Linked DNA regions of Zea mays: region 2 is linked to region 1. A link is a contact called in public Hi-C data. All regions are on one chromosome and are shown on one strand. Each heading gives the region's core, a stretch centred on a gene start, on an enhancer-like site or on the middle of the called end of the contact. The rest is flanking DNA. Distances are from core to core; before and after follow the strand shown. Region 1 holds the start of LOC103650299 (receptor protein-tyrosine kinase CEPR1). Region 2 has its middle 15 kb from the start of LOC103650297.

Region 1 (7,802 bases), core at 3,583-6,082:
TTTAGTGCATAAACGTGTGAGACGTTGAAGAGTATAAATTTGTGTATCCGTTTAACAATGAATTTATGCTGAATTGTTTTTTGATAAATCAAACAATTGAGTTACTACTAAGGTGAAACCGATTTACGATTCAGATTGTGTAAATATGCAAATGTAAGATTTGGCGGTTGAGGACTTACCTGAGTGTGGAGGTGCCTGAAGGCCGGCCGATTTCGGGACCCTCTGCAGGGGAGAAGCCCAAGGCGACGCGCAACTCGGTCAATGCGTAGGGGACGCTGAAGTTGATGGTGGGTCAGACTCAGCGTTGGAGACTGTGCTCGCGACGGGGGGTGGATTGCCTAGGGTTCGGCCGCCGCGGTGGATCAAATGCAGGCCTCTGCGGTGGAGAAGAACGAGGGGGCGGCGCCACCGTCTCCGCGATTCTGGGTCCCTTCCCGGTGAAGAAGAACAAAGCGACGACGTCTCCCTCTATGCGGTGGAGAAGGTGAATGCGACGGCGGTCGGACGACGGGGGGGGGGGGGGGGGGGGAGGGAGGGAGAATCTCTAGGGTTCGGCCGCCGCGACCGTTACGGGTGAGGAGAGCTAAAAAAACTGCGTGCTTGGTTGCTGGATTCGTGGGCCCGATACACGTAAACTGCTGGGCGAAATCAACGCGAAGGCCCATGGACCGACACGTAGATTACTGTTTCGTAAACGGAAACATAAGACATCGTAATATCAATATTTATGTGGGGACTAGTACGGCTGCCCAGATTGAGGGAACACAATCTTTTCATGAGCCCGGATGCCCGAAACATGCACATACCAAAAAGTGTGTAAACCGTTACACGAATGAGCATAACACATAATAATATTTGACGTAAGCAGGTGGTACAGTGCGCACATGGTCGGTACGGTCCGGTCCGCGCACCTGGTCGAGGCTTCCAATAGTTATATAGAGCCCAGGGCTATATATATATATATATATATATATATATATATATATATATATATATATATATATATATATATATATATATATAACTTCCATCCAAATATGGTATACGTATACATACATGTGATAGTTGTTTGCCTTTCCCGTCCACTCAATCATCAGAGCATCAGATTCTGCTTAAACACCAAGCAGTGTATATATGTGATGCACTGGAGGAGAAAGGGCCGCAGGACACAATAAAGCTCTGCCTTAGCTAGCTCCTACACTACAGATAGATACTCGATATCCCCGTGCAACTTGCATGTTTAGGGCTAGTTTGAAACCCTTTTTTTTAAAAGATTTCTATTTTTAAAAAAGAAATTGGTTTATTCTCGCTTGAAAAAATAGAAAACTCGGAAAAATGGAATTCTCAAACTAGACTTTATATGATCGAATCACTCGTGTAAATCATCGGCACATCAATTAGTATATCTATACTACTATAAATATATTTTATAATCGGTTGCTTAGAGCGGCTCATGTATGCATGTTGGTTTGCCTCGACAGTTGGACGACCTCTTCCTATACTTAATAACTCGGCGACTTGCATTGCATGGGCATGGCACGCTGTTGCTTGAATAATTCAGTTCAATTCTAAGGCGGCGGCGGCGGCGGAGAAGCATGATGATGATCTGCTACGAGTACTTTGGGCTCGCCGGAGCTGTCGTCCTTTGTCGTCCGGCCGGCGGGTGGCCCGGCCTCGGCGAGCATCTGCACGACATCGGCCATGGTGGGGCGGAGTCCCGGCATGCTGCAGGTGCAGCGCACGGCGACGCGCAGCGCCTGCACCATCTCCTCCTTGTATGGACTCCACGCGAGGCGCTTGTCCAGCGCGTCCGCCTCGGCTCCGGCGCCGGCGGCCACCTTGCCGGAGACCCAGTGCACGATGTCCCTCGTGTCCCCGAACTCCGGCTCGATGGGCTTCCTCCCCGTGGCCAGCTCCATCAGCACCACGCCAAAGCTGTACACGTCGCACTTGGTCGTCGCCTTGGACGAGTAGGCGTACTCTGCATATATCAGAGCCTCAGAGGACTTAACAAATAAAAAAAGGAAACCAAATCACGCATGCATGCAAGCATGTACTCCGATCCGATATCCTACCTGGCGCCAGGTAGCCGTAGGTGCCGGCGATGGTGGTGGTGGAGGCGTCTCGGTCTCGGTCAACGCCACCGCCGCCGCGCGCCTGGAGCACCTTGGCGATGCCGAAGTCTGCTACCTTGGGCTCGAAGTCGGCGTCGAGGAGGATGTTGGAGGACTTGATGTCGCGGTGCACGATGGGGAAGAGGAGGTCGTGGTGGAGGTAGGCGAGCCCCTGCGCGACGCCGAGCGCCACACGGTGCCGCGTCGGCCAGTCCAGCAGCAGGTAGCAGCCGTGGAGCGCCTCCCACAGGTTGCCGTTGGGCATGTACTCGTACACCAGCAGGTTGCAGTCTGCGCCGGAGTAGCAGCAGTAGAGCTTCACGATGTTCTTGTGCCGGATGCTGCCCAGCGTCTCCACCTCCGTGCGGAGCTCGCGGTCGCCGAGCCACCCGCCGCCGCCGCCGTCGCTTGTTGTGCTGTCTCTCGTGTTGGTTGTGTTGGTCATCGCCGCCGCCGCCGCCCAGTCCACCTGCTTGCTGCTCGGCCCACGCAGCAGCCGTTTCGACGACGACAACCACAGCTTCTTCACCGCCACCAGCTCGCCGCTGCTAAGCTCGATCTTGTACACGGTCCCAGAGCCCCCGTGCCCCACGATATTCTTGTCGATCAGCGCCTCCAGGATCTCGTGCTGCTCGAAGCTCAGCTTGTGGAAGCTCCTCACGTCGTACGACGCGCTGGACGCCGGCGACAACGCCAGCGCCCCCTCCTGCTCCGCGCACCGCCGCGCCCGCAGCACCCACCGCCGCGCCAACGCTAGCATCGCCACGGCGCACACCAGAGCGCAGACGCCCACCACCCACACGTTCCTGGCCAGCCCCCGCCGCAGGCTCGGCCGCGGGCAGAGCGGCAGCGCCGGGTCCGTCAGGTTCAGCCGGAACGCCACGCACAGCCCCGGGTTCCCCGCCACGCTCTCCAGCAGGCCCTCCTTGATCAGCTGCAGGGGCACCGGCCCCGACAGGTTGTTGTTGGAGAAGTCCAGCGAGTTGGGCAGCAGCTTGCACAGCGACTCCGGGATCTCGCCGGACAGCGCGTTGTCCGACAGGTTCAGCACGTTCAGCGCCTTGAGCCCGGCGAGCGTCTCCGGGATGGATCCGTTCAGCCTGTTTCCCTGCAGGGACAGCTGGTTCAGCTTCGACAGCAGGCCCACGGACTCCGGGATGGGTCCGGCGATGAGGTTGTCGCTCAGGTCGATCTTCACCAGCCCCGACGCGGCGGCGATCTCCGGAGGGAGCTGTCCGGACATCCGGTTGTTGGACGCGAACAGCGAGGTCAGGTTCGTGGCGCCCGCCACCGTGGCCGCCACGGGCCCGGTGAAGTGGTTGTAGCTGAGGTCGACGATGGAGGCGTGCGGGAGGCCGAAGATGCCCGGCGGCACGTCGCCCTCCAGGTGGTTGTTGCTCACGCGGAACCGGAGCAGCGGCGTGCACTCGGCGTACGCCGGCAGGATGGGCCCCGTCAGGAGGTTGCTCAGCACCAGGATGTACTGGAGCTGGCCGTTGGCGCAGGCGTACGGCGGCAGCGGCCCCGTCAGCTGGTTCTCCGACACCTCGATCACGTTGAGGTCCGAGTACCGGCCGAGGTCGGCGGGGATCTCGCCGGTGAGCTGGTTGCGGTACACGGAGAGGATGCGCAGCTGCGTGGAGTTGCCGAGCACGGCCGGGATGGGGCCCGTGAGACGGTTGGTGTAGATCTGGAGCACGCGCAGGTTGCGCAGCGCGCACAGCGAGTCCGGGATGCCGCCGGTGAGGCGGTTCTCGGAGAGGTCCATGTCGGTGAGCTGCGTGAGGTTGCCGAGCTCGGCGGGGACGCCGCCCTCCAGCTCGTTGTAATAGAGCTCGAGGAACTGCAGGCGCGGGAGGCGCGCCAGCGACTCCGGGATGCGGCCGGTGAGGAAGTTGCCGCTGAGCTCGAGGTCGGTGAGCGACGTCATGTTGCCGAACCACGCGGGGATGCCGCCGCGCATGGACGTGGTGGAGAGGATGAGCACGCGGATGCGCCGCAGCGGCACGAACAGCGACTCGGGCGGCCGCCACACGTCGAAGCCGGGGTTCTCGTTGAGGTTCACCACCTCCAGGCTCGTGACGTTGGCGATGGACGTCGGGAACGCGCCGGTGAAGAGGTTGTTGGAGAGGTCGAGCACCCGAAGCGCGCGCAGCCGGGACAGGTTGGGGGGCACGGCACCCGACACGCCGGAGTAGCTGAGGTTGAGCACCTCCAGGGAGGTGCAGTTGAGCACGCCCAGCGGAAACCCGCCGCGGACATCGTTGTACGCCATCCGAAGCTCCCGGAGCGCGGGGAGCGCCGCGCAGACGCCAGGCGGGAGCCGGCCGACGAGGCGCCACGACGTGACGTCGATGCCCGTGACGTTGCCGGACCGGTCGCAGGCGATGCCGTGGAAGCTGCAGTAGTCCGGCGCCGGCGACATGAAGTCCCACCACCTCGACATGCCAGGCCCCGCGAACTGCTCCTTCATATTGGCGAGATAGGCAGCCTGCGTGTCCAGCTCCAATGCCGCCGCCGCCGCGCCGCCATCGCCGGACGCGAAGAAGATGATGATGATGAGAACGAAGCAGAGCAAGGGTGGAGGTGAACTGCAGAGAGTGGTGGACACCATAGCACCAGCTGACCAGTATGTGTGAGGATGCTTTTCTTGTGCTCGCTCGTACGTGTGTGCAAGCTGCTGTTGAAAGAAACCTTTTGTTGCAAATGGAATTGGAATGGTGAGGAGGAGCTATCAGGAAGGGAGGGAGTAAATAAGTGGAGCGGGAATCTGTGGAGGGAATTGGAATTGCTGAGGGCTTGTTCGCTTTGGAGTGGATTGAGGGGGATTGGAGGGGATTAAATCCCCTCCTATACAAATTTGTGTAGGAGGGGATTTAATCCCCTCCAATCCCTCTCAATCCACTCCAAAGCGAACAAGCCCTGAATGGTGATGGCGATGATATAAACTTTATACTATTTGAGAAGGCTTTTGCAATTACATTTGACAAGCCTTTTGCAATTACATTTGAGTAAGGAGAACAAACAATTCAAAACTTATTTTGTGAATCATCTTCCTCCACGCTAGGCGTTCTATCCATTTCTTGAAGGCGTTCTATCCATTTCTTGAAGGTGTTCTTTACATGTGACATCAAGTAGCTTCTTACTCAAAGTTGAATGAATTTGCTGGACATAGTGATTCTTTCGTAGCTGAAATGTCTCAACACATAAAGATTAAGTTTAGTAAATATTGGGAGGACAAGAATGACCTAAACAACTTACTATTTATTGCCCTTATCTTAGATCCTCGTTACAAGATGACGTATCTTAGCCTTTTCTTTTTTGGGGTATATGGTCCATCAAAGCAAAAGTTGTAGGAAAAATTCAAAACGATATTCGTTATTTATTAATTTGAGTGCTATGTTAAGTGTGCTACAGGTCATAATTACCTCAGTAATTACAATCAACCTCCGCTACATATTACTGTGGATGAGCATGAGCAGAATCCATCCTTATTGCTAGCCTCCCACTTCACTATGCGACTAGAAGAAACTGAGCATGGATAAATATAATTTTGAACTATCCATGTATTTCACAGATAACTGTGAAAAAATACAAATAATTTTGGTCTACTATTGTGGTGGAAATGCAACTCAAACAAGTACCCCATCCTATCTAAAGTTGGCAAAAGGTGTCTTGGCAGTACCTGTCTCTACAGTAGCTTTAGAATCTACATTTAGTTCTAGACTCTAGAGGGAGAATTGTAAATTCCTTTGGCACTTCACTATCTGCTAGCGCGGCTGAAGCTTTAATCTGTCTGCAAAGTTGGATGCTCTCCTTCAGTCGTTATGGATTTGAGAAAACATATAGAGGAAACACAACAGCATTGTACAGTATTTTCGATGGTCACTGTTATTTTTGGTGGTCAGGGCTCGAAAGCCAAAAATAAGCATTTATTTTCGACGGCCACTGACACGGCCACTGAAAATAAATGCTTATTTTCAAAACCGCGCGGCCGACCTTCTTCTTCATTCTTCTCTCTTCTGTTGTCTTCTGGCTATGCCGCCGCACTGTCCCTGCCCTGCCGCGTCGACCGCCCCTGCACAGGCCAACCACGCCGCCAAGCCCGCCCCCACACCGTGCCGCCGTGTTGACCGCCCTCGTCCACGCTGACCGGCCCTGGCGACCTGCCCTGCTGCACAGCCACGACGCCCCACGCCTGACGCGCCGTCCCGCCGCGCCGCCCCTGCTCCCCCCACCAAGAGGTTAAATTTTTTTGCGTATTTTATTCCATATTTTCGGCGGCCGTTATTTTATTACCGTCGGAATTAGTTTATATTTGTAATTGTGTTTGTCTTATTAGTGTGTGTGATTAGTATTATGTTTAGTTCGATTTCATTAATGTATTAGTGGTATATGTGGTTTAGGGATTAGGGGTATATTGTATTTGTGGCATTAATTTCGTATTAATATGTGGTACTATTATATTATTAGTTTTATAATTATATTATATTGGTACGTAGTACAGTTGCATTATTAGTGGTACGTGGTACTTAGTTTGATTTGATTAATAGCATATCATTCTTTATTTTATATATAAGTAATATATAAAAAAATAAACTTATGTTTAGAATAGAAGCCAACAACAACTATTATTTTTAATTACACTAACTAGGAATCGAACTTGAAACCTCTTGTTTCGATACCATATTATGTTACATGCAAGGGCGGACCTATATCGACATGATTGAAAGTACAGTTCACTCATTTCCCTGTTGCAAGTAATAGAGTCTATATTTTTACCATAAGGTTTTGTGCTCATGACAACTTAGATGTCTTTGCTCTAACATCTTGGTACTTATCCTTGTAAGTATATGTCACATCCTAAAATTCTCAAATTTAAGTATGTGAATAGGAATAATAATTAATGCAACGATTTTTTTGCATGATTTTAAAATTTTGCCAAACTTAATTTATTCTACAAGGAATTTAACATAGGAAAAATATTTATTTTTTTCTAAAATTAAATGTGTGTGTGTTGCTTGCTTACTTATGTGTACTCTTGGTGTTTCTTGAGTGTAAAAAGTTTTAAAATGTATTTCTCTATTTAACATGTTCTTCCAAGAATTTACCAGATTTTTTTGATAACTATTATCATTTTTATAAACCTATTTATATTTATTAGAAGGCTTTAAAATCTTTTTATGGTCTCTAAATATTTTATTTGGATTACTCGTGTATGAATAAACCTCTAGGATGTTTCCTAAAATTTTCAAACATCCGAGATACTTTTCAAGGTATAAATATTAAAATAAATTCTATCCCTAGTGTGCGACCCCCTTTCTCCGCATCCAAGCCGAACCGGACCAAAGGCTTATTCTGTAGATCTGTTTTTCCCTAGGGACAGTGTTGTGTGTGGACTCTCAATCACAGCGACTGACGTGTAGGGTCTACTTGTCAGAGTCATCTCCTACCCAGAGTCCTTGGACCAAGTCATCATGATTTTTGGAAGGTCGAATATGAAGACCCCAGAAGTACAAATATGGCCAAGATATTATTGAAATAGAAGAGACAAGTCAGAGTACTAAACAAATAAGACAAAATCCCAACATACAAGTAAGCAGATATAATAGTATTCTAACAGATAAGCAATGTACCCTTTTAATTATAGAGAGTTGGATTCTCATATGATTTGGTTACCTGAATAGA
Region 2 (7,802 bases), core at 3,782-6,281, 280 kb after region 1:
TTGATAACTTCGGAGCGTAAATGATTAAACGCAATTTCATAACTTTCATCTTCGGCGCTCTTCTGCGCTCTTAGCGCGTTGCTTAGGATCAGGCCCTATACGAAAAAGAATTCAAATAAGGAAAAAGGAATGATGTGCGTAAAAATAATGGGGGGGTTTTTTCAAGCGTTTAATTCCGGTACCTTCAAGCTGTTGTACGCAAGGCTGTCTGCGAGATCCTCTTTCGTCATGGCGCTTAGTCCAACTTCGAGCTTCGGGAAGCCTATGCCCCTGGCCATTTCTCGACAGACAGATAGTTCCTTATTATCCGGTAGGCAGTATAAAAAATCATCTTCATTTGTCCCATTGAGTATTACTGCCCCCTTCGGATATTTCAGCTCCTTTGCATAATGGTTGGCCTCATAAGCTTCTTCCTCAGATAGTTTTTTCCCCGAAGCATGTCGTATGATGTAATCATGCATGCCGGCAGGTGCTTCGGGGATGACGGTGCCCGTTTCTTCAACTAATACTGGTTCCGGAATTTTTACTGCTTCGGCTTCAAAAGGTTGTTCTTTGAAGGGCTCTGAAGGCCCAGCTTCAGCTTCAGCTTGTTGAGCCGAAGCTTCAGTAGAACCTTCAGCAACATCAACACTCTTATTTGAAATTGTACTTGAAGACTTAATCGTCTCCAAGACGTCTAGTACATTTACCATTCTTTTCCTTTTTGGGGTCACTAATGGCCCCTTTTGGTGTTTTGCTGTCCCAACGATTGCTGTAGGACTCAAAACTTCTAATGTTTTGGGGCCCTCAGTTGCTTCTCTTACTTCATCAATTTTTTCTGTGAGCGGCGCTTCGGTTTTCTCTTTTGTTTCTGACAACAAAATGTTTGATTGTTCTGATTCAATCTTTGGTGGCACTTCGGCCGTTTCTGCGATCTCTGGCAACAAGGCTGACTTGATTAGTTTTTCAGCTTCGGTGGCTGAAGAAGTTTTCCCGGTAAACTCCGGCACCGAAGCTGGTTCAATATGGCGTGGTCGATGTGTGAAGACCTTCAACCTTTTTCCTTTTGGTTCTGGCTCGCTAGGAGCGGTTTCAGCTTCTTCTTTTTCAGAGGTTATATTTTTCCTTTTTTGCCTTCGGATGGGATAACAATAATCAGGGTAGAAGAACCCGATTGCATCAAACACTCGGTTCAGTCTCTTCTTCTTTCGGCCTCCGAAGGCTGCTGATAGTGCAGTATTTTCAGCCTTCGAGTATGCCCCAAGTAATTCATCACTTAATGTTTCAATGCTTTTCAGCCAGTCATCATCAGGTTCAATAAATTTATCTGCATATTTGAATGTGTATTTTAATCTGACTAGTCCGCCTTCGTCGGACTCTTTGATGGTTTCTTTCGGCATTTCCCACTTTTCTGCAAGTGGCCATACCCTGAAGGCAATGTGCTCCTGGACCAAGTCCCTTGTCCCAATGAAGGAGCAGACTGCGCCGAAGGCTCTTTGGCATTCTTCGGCTGCCTCATCCATTTCAACCTTCGGCCTTCGAAGTCCGAAGCGTTGCCAAATTGGGTACATAATGATACTTTTGACATTATTTTGCGCTGTTAGATCATTTTTCACATAAAACCATTCAGACATCCAGGCTCCGGGCCACCTCTTCCGAAAGGTTGGCACAGGGTAGCTTGACCCGGAGCGGGCGCCGAAGCTGTAGCACCCAAAGTTGTTGTGGTATTGCTCCTTTCCCCAGGGCTTCGTCTCGTACAATAACTCGTGTATGTTGCAGAAGCTTTTAGCGTTTGGTTCCAAACCTTGGCTTCTCGCAGCCCAGACAAAAATCCCCATTCTTATAATAGCTTCGGGAGTGAGTTGATGAAGGTAGATTTGGAATGTTTTCAGTACCTCAACAACAAAATTGCTCAGGGGGAATCGAAGCCCAGCCTTGAGGAGGCTTCGGAAGATCACAACTTCATCTTCTTCAGGTGTGGGAGAAGTCTTTTCCCCGGCATCAGCTCTCACAATAGATATGTCTCGGAAGTATCGCCCCCTCATATTATCAATGTGACTCTGCTTGATGGTTGTTTTCCCAAAAACTGAGTGACTTGGTCGCCACGGTCGATCTTCGGCCTCTTCCCCATCACTTTCCACATCATAGCTGTCGCTATCATCAGTATCTTCGGACAAACCTTCGAGAATCTCCTTCGTGATTTTCTCTGTATTAGTCTCTGCCATCGCTATCAGGAACCCCAGATTCTTCTCCTCCTCGAGACTCAGCTTCGTCTCAGCAGGGATCTTCTTGTCTTCAGACATCTTCGGAAACACTAAAAATTTGTTCCCGAGGCCGAAGCTTCGAAGTCAAAAAGACCAGCAAATCTCAATGAACAAGAGCTAAAAATTTTTAGTGGGCCGAAGCAAAAGGCAAGCGTGTGTACCAAATGAATTCACGATGTGTTCTTATTTATACGCCTAGGGCGTTGAAAGTTAAAAGGCCCCGCTTGTCAGTGAATGTTGCTATTCTAGCAAAGGGAAGGTGTTTTTTCGGACCTTCGGCTCAAGGCCTTCGTCCATATCGCAATCTGAATTTATTATTTACAAATTAATATTGCGAGGGGCTACTGTTGGGGGCCTTCGTCCTCCGAAGGTCCTCAAAAACATGATTTGACAATGTTTTCCAAGTGAATTATATGTACAGGTATTTTCGGATTCAGAATTATGGATATGGAGCACGACCAGGACGAAGGCTGAGCCAAACGAAGGTCGGGGGTAGCCGAAGCTGTACGCAGGGAAGCTTCGGCGCGATGGCGCAAGGGGGAACCGACCTTAAGATGAAAAGACTTCGGGGTCCTCAATAGATTTCCATAAACCGTTAACAAATGTAATGGACATGGATGTAATTTTACGTGGGCTGCGTCCCGCGTCTATAAATAGATGAACAGTACTCCCGTACGGTTCACGCGGACTTGTCATTCTGCTTTTGGCGTCACGCTCGTACTTTCCACCTTCTCTCAGGATCGAAGGTACATTTGTAATTTGGGATCATTTCTGTTTTCCATGTTAATAAAATAGAAATGATTCTTTGGTGATGCTTATATCATATTTCATGCTTTATGTGAGTCCTTCGTCATTATTTGTTATGTTTACGAAGGTATATTTCTCATGACCTTCGTCCGAGACTCATTATTTCCCAAAGGGATATAATGCTTCGAAGGACGAAGGACCCTAACACTTAACACTTTTTATGTTGCCTTGTTCTTAACTCTTAGAATTTGAGAACAAGTCCCCAACATATACGTTGCCAGGTATATGTTGCTATAGGGGCGTTTGTTTTGTAACAATGTCCACCTTGTAAGCACCATCATCAACCACTATACAAAGAAACCGTAAATATAGATTAGGCCCACAATTACATAAAAGAGAAATAATTACATAAAATTGTGTGAACACAACCATCCTAAAATACAACAATTTTAGTGGCTCAATGATGATAGTCAAGTACAGAGAGTAGAACTAAACTACCTAGATGAGCAAGGTTGAAAAGTAAATGAGAAGGTACAAGTGAATTAACTAGATAAATTCAAGCTTATGTGAATTAAAGAGACTACTCCAATGATATGGATCTAGACATAAAGTTGAAGTTCTGGAGTCAGCTGTAGAGCTGAAGAGGATGCTGGCAGGATCCCCATCTAGCCGCACGGGCAGACAGTAGCTAATTCTGTCAGCTAGGACAGCATTAGCATTACATAGCATTTGTTTATTATACTAGATATCACATATACCTCTCGCAAGAGCACAATCCAATAATAGATAAGTTTATTGCACATATACTCTATCTACAGCTCATATATAGGTATATGTTCTAGTTGAAAGGAATAATGTTTCACGTCCAAGAGAAAAAGAAAATGCTCCATATCAAAACTCTATCCAAGAAAAAAAAAGTGCTCTACAAAGGGAAATTTTGTTCCAACACAAGATAATCATATTTATTGATTTGAAGAGACTAGAATGATTCAATTTTCCTTCATTTCAGTTGTCCCATAACAAGACAATCATGACCTTTGTATTCTTGAAGTTCATAAAAATTTCTCTGTTGATCTCACACTTCATCACAATGTAACTTTTATTTCTAACGGTATACTAGGGTTTGGTCCTAAAAATTTAGCTTTGTTAACTATTATAACATTTTCTTTTCCAAAATTCTTTTTTCTTCTACAATTCTTCTTTCCTTTTCTACAATTTAGCGATCAATGTTTTAATTAATTTTTAGTCACTAACATCTATAGGTTAATTAGGCTATAAGATTTGATAGCGACTCTTCTCTATAGCGACCCACTGTCGGTTCCCAACGATATCTATAGCGACCAAACATAAGTTGTTAAATTTTTAGACTTTTAGCGACCAACATACCATGGCTAAAAAAAGATTTAGCGACTAATCATCGGTCCACTACTTTTAGCAACCAATTGGTAACAAATAAAGGTAGCTAAAGATCAACCGTGTGTAGTGAAAACAATGCAAATGAAGATGAACACTACAGGAATCATGAACATTCCCGTCGGTCATTTTAATTCCCGTCGGCCTTTGCTCGGGCCGACGGGAATTAGATAACTCTCGTCGGCTCAAAGGCAGCCGACGAGATTTGGATAAGTACTTATTCCCGTCGGTTTAGTGCTTATTCCCGTCGGTTTCTGGCCGACGGGAATTAAGTGCTTTCCTGTAGTGGAATGTTGCAGTAGAGATGCAGCGTGGTGTATTGCCGCGTCACGTGAGGTTAAAGGTATGGAGAAACGTGAACGACTATAGCATGAAAATGTTGTCATCTTGGCTCGCCGCTCGTGTGCATGTGCATATGTATGTTAGTGTGCCAAGCCATTATAATTAGCAATATTTAATGGCGTTTGATTATTGATGTGAATGCTTATGCATGCTAGTTGTTGCATGCATATATGTGCACTGTGCACAAGCAAACAAACAAGCAGCAAGCTTGCATGTAGAGGTTGCTTGGCGTGCGGCAAGAGGCTGCAATCGCTGCTTGTTCCTTGCATGTACGTGGGAAGCAGAGCGCAGCACCAGGCGGCCCGTCGGCCAAAGCAGCCCATGGCGGCCCGGCTGGATGCTTCCGCTGGGAACAGCGCAGCAAACAGCGCAATCTCGGCCCGCGATGGGAGGCCACGCGCGGCTGCAATTCGAATCCGGGTCAAATATGAGAGGCAACAACTAATATACAGGTGTTATGTACAAACATGCAAATGAGTCTCTTAGTTCGTTAGATCATGATATAATTGTAGATATGATCCTGATTTCTTAGAGAGTTTTCTATAAATCTATACGAGCTGGTGGTGCAAGGGTTTTAGTGTTAAATGTGATACATGGTTGCATTAGAATCTAACGAACCAGAAATCTTGCTTGCACGCTTACACATAAGATCTGATTGCATATTAGTTGTTACCAATAAGAGAATGTTTGACCCATATAAATAAGAACTTTTCTATTTTACAGCAGACATTCACTACCGGACTGACATTCTTTGCTGAGTGTATCAAACACTCGGCAAAGACCTTTTTACACTTGGCAAAGACTTTGCCCAGTGTAACACTCGACAAATGATTTTTTGTCGAGTACTTTTTTCAGATACTCGGCGAAGACTTTACTGAGTGTCAAAAACACTCGGCAAATTAGAAACCACAAAGATATCCAAAAAACAGCAAAACATTTTAATTAGGGGAACAACCTTCCCAACCATTACCATTGCCCTATCATTTTTTAAATTCCCCTATAATTTTTTAAATTGAATTCAAGTGTTTTGTGATTACCCTATCATTTTTTAAATTCCCCTATCATTTTTAAATTGAATTCACGTGTTTTGTATCATTTGTGTCTATATTACGTTTTCCTTCCCCATGTATTATAATAAACCAAGAGTAAATTGATTATTTGTGGCACTAAATGAATTTAAATGAAAATGTTGTTAACTGTAAAGTTGCATAACTTTTCAAGATCTATAACTTTCATATTGGTAGTTTCATCATCCGAGACCGTTTACAAAATATGAATTTCAAATTTGAAAACTTCAAACATATTTTTCTATGACAAGATGATTTCAAATAAAAAATTGTCAATTATAAAGTTTCATAACATTTCAAGACCTACAATGTTTACAATTTTAAATTTCAAACAAAGGTTTGCATGACAATATGATTTAAAACCAAAATATTGTCAACTACAGAGTTTCATAACTTTTTAAGACCTACAAATTTTATTTTGGTGGTTTTTCCGTTTGAGGTCATTTTAGAAATCCGAATTTTAAATTTTTAAAATTCAGACGTAGTTTCCATTGACAAGACGACTTTAAATGAAAAGGTTGACAACTACAAAATTACATAAGTTCTTAAGAACTATAAAATTTATTTTGGTTGTTTGGTCATTTATTCATCCCACATGTTGGTTCTAATATTATTTACAAATCTTATACAACTCTCTTGTAGTTTCACAAACTACGAGAGAGATATAGTTTTTCTGAACAAATTTACTTTTATTTTGTCATATGAAGAAATAACCAAAATATAAATTTTACATCTTGATGAGTTATACAAATTTGTAGTTGAAAACATTTTCATTTGAATTAATTTGTTGTCTTAAAATACGATTTTAAATTGTCTTTGTCTAGTGTTGAACACTCTTTGCCGAGTGTCAAAAAATAAACACTTGGCAAAGAAGCTCTTTGCCATGTGCCAAAAATAAAACACTTGGCAAATAAGCTCTTTGCCGAGTGTAAAAAACACTAGCCAAAGAAACTCTTTAACAAGTGTCAAAAATGAAACACTCAGCAAAGAAACCCTTTGCCAAGTGGTTTTTTACTAAGTGTTTTTTGTTAGGCACTCGGCAAAGAACTTCTTTGCCAAGTGCCCAAAAAAACATTCGACAAATCATTTGGCACTCGGCAAAGAGCCGGATTCCGGTAGTGAATAACAGATGTGTTTAGGATCTATATTAGATCTACTGGAGAGATTAATCTAGGTTTTTGATAATTCAAGAGAGAAATTTTCTGGTGCTTTTGAGTATCATTTTTTACCCAAATCTTATGATTAAAGTGTTGATTATTGAAAGTGTTCTAGAGGGGGTGATGGGCCATACCTAAAAATTTTACGACAAAAACTAGAAACGAACTCAGTAAAACCAGTTCAGCTCGTGCTAAGACTTGTTCAACCGCAGTGCACAAGTGTTGGAACATGCTAACTCGTGGTCAGCCAAGCTCAAACAAGGGGAGAATAGAAAACAATTTGATGCCAATAAACACAGAGTATTAGGACAACAGTGTTTTTCTCTGTCCCCTGCAATGGTACAATAGGGGGGTATTTATAGGTAACCGAGGGTCGGCCTGGCCCTGCCAAAGACGATTACACCCTCAGTTACCTACGTTATCCCCGGAATATTCCCTCTTAGGGGGTTATGGCGGGTCATTACAGCGTAATCAGTTACAAACATGGGCTGACCCTCTACCAGCCTTGCCTACGTGGCGGCCTACGGTTGGGATCCTGTAGCTTGGGTCGACTATACACGGGCCCCCTATTACAATTGGTGGCAGGTTACAATACATAGTCTTCACGGTCCTGATTGTTCAGTCTCTAGAGTCCTTAGTGGTCTTCGCCCTGGCCTATCTGGGCGAAGGTAGCACCTGAGTCTTCGTCTGTGCGTTCTCCCCGTGCACTTTGTAATGTGGCTCAATCTTCAGGCCTTCGAGGTCTCCAATCTTGAATCCTCTGGCACGGGCCTCTCGAGCGAGGGGGCGTTACTCCTTCGCCCTAACATTTGCCCTCCGAGGGACCAGTTCGA

What was found. Hi-C and Micro-C count contacts between places; a contact is called where the count stands out from the background.
Region 2: a contact with region 1 is called in a Hi-C map of leaf, with 5 times the contacts expected there. The contact joins the enhancer-like site here to the promoter of LOC103650299 in region 1. A contact is called at or near these places in 2 of 25 Hi-C or Micro-C datasets (ear and leaf).

What each region holds. Positions count from the first base shown.
Region 1 is chr3:108,065,070-108,072,871 of Zm-B73-REFERENCE-NAM-5.0, forward strand. LOC103650299 (receptor protein-tyrosine kinase CEPR1) reads right to left here and starts at 4,833. Exons shown (of 2, transcript XM_008675904.3): 1 at 2,076-4,833; 2 at 1,317-1,981. The coding sequence starts at 4,728. The coding sequence ends at 1,569.
Region 2 is chr3:108,348,895-108,356,696 of Zm-B73-REFERENCE-NAM-5.0, forward strand. No RefSeq gene overlaps it. Among protein-coding and RNA genes, the nearest start is that of LOC103650297, 15 kb to the right of the region's middle. Within about 2 kb of position 5,032, at least 13 of the 20 cell types and tissues checked have an H3K27ac peak or open chromatin away from gene starts, as enhancers often do. A contact at or near this core is called in ear and leaf, where this site is marked.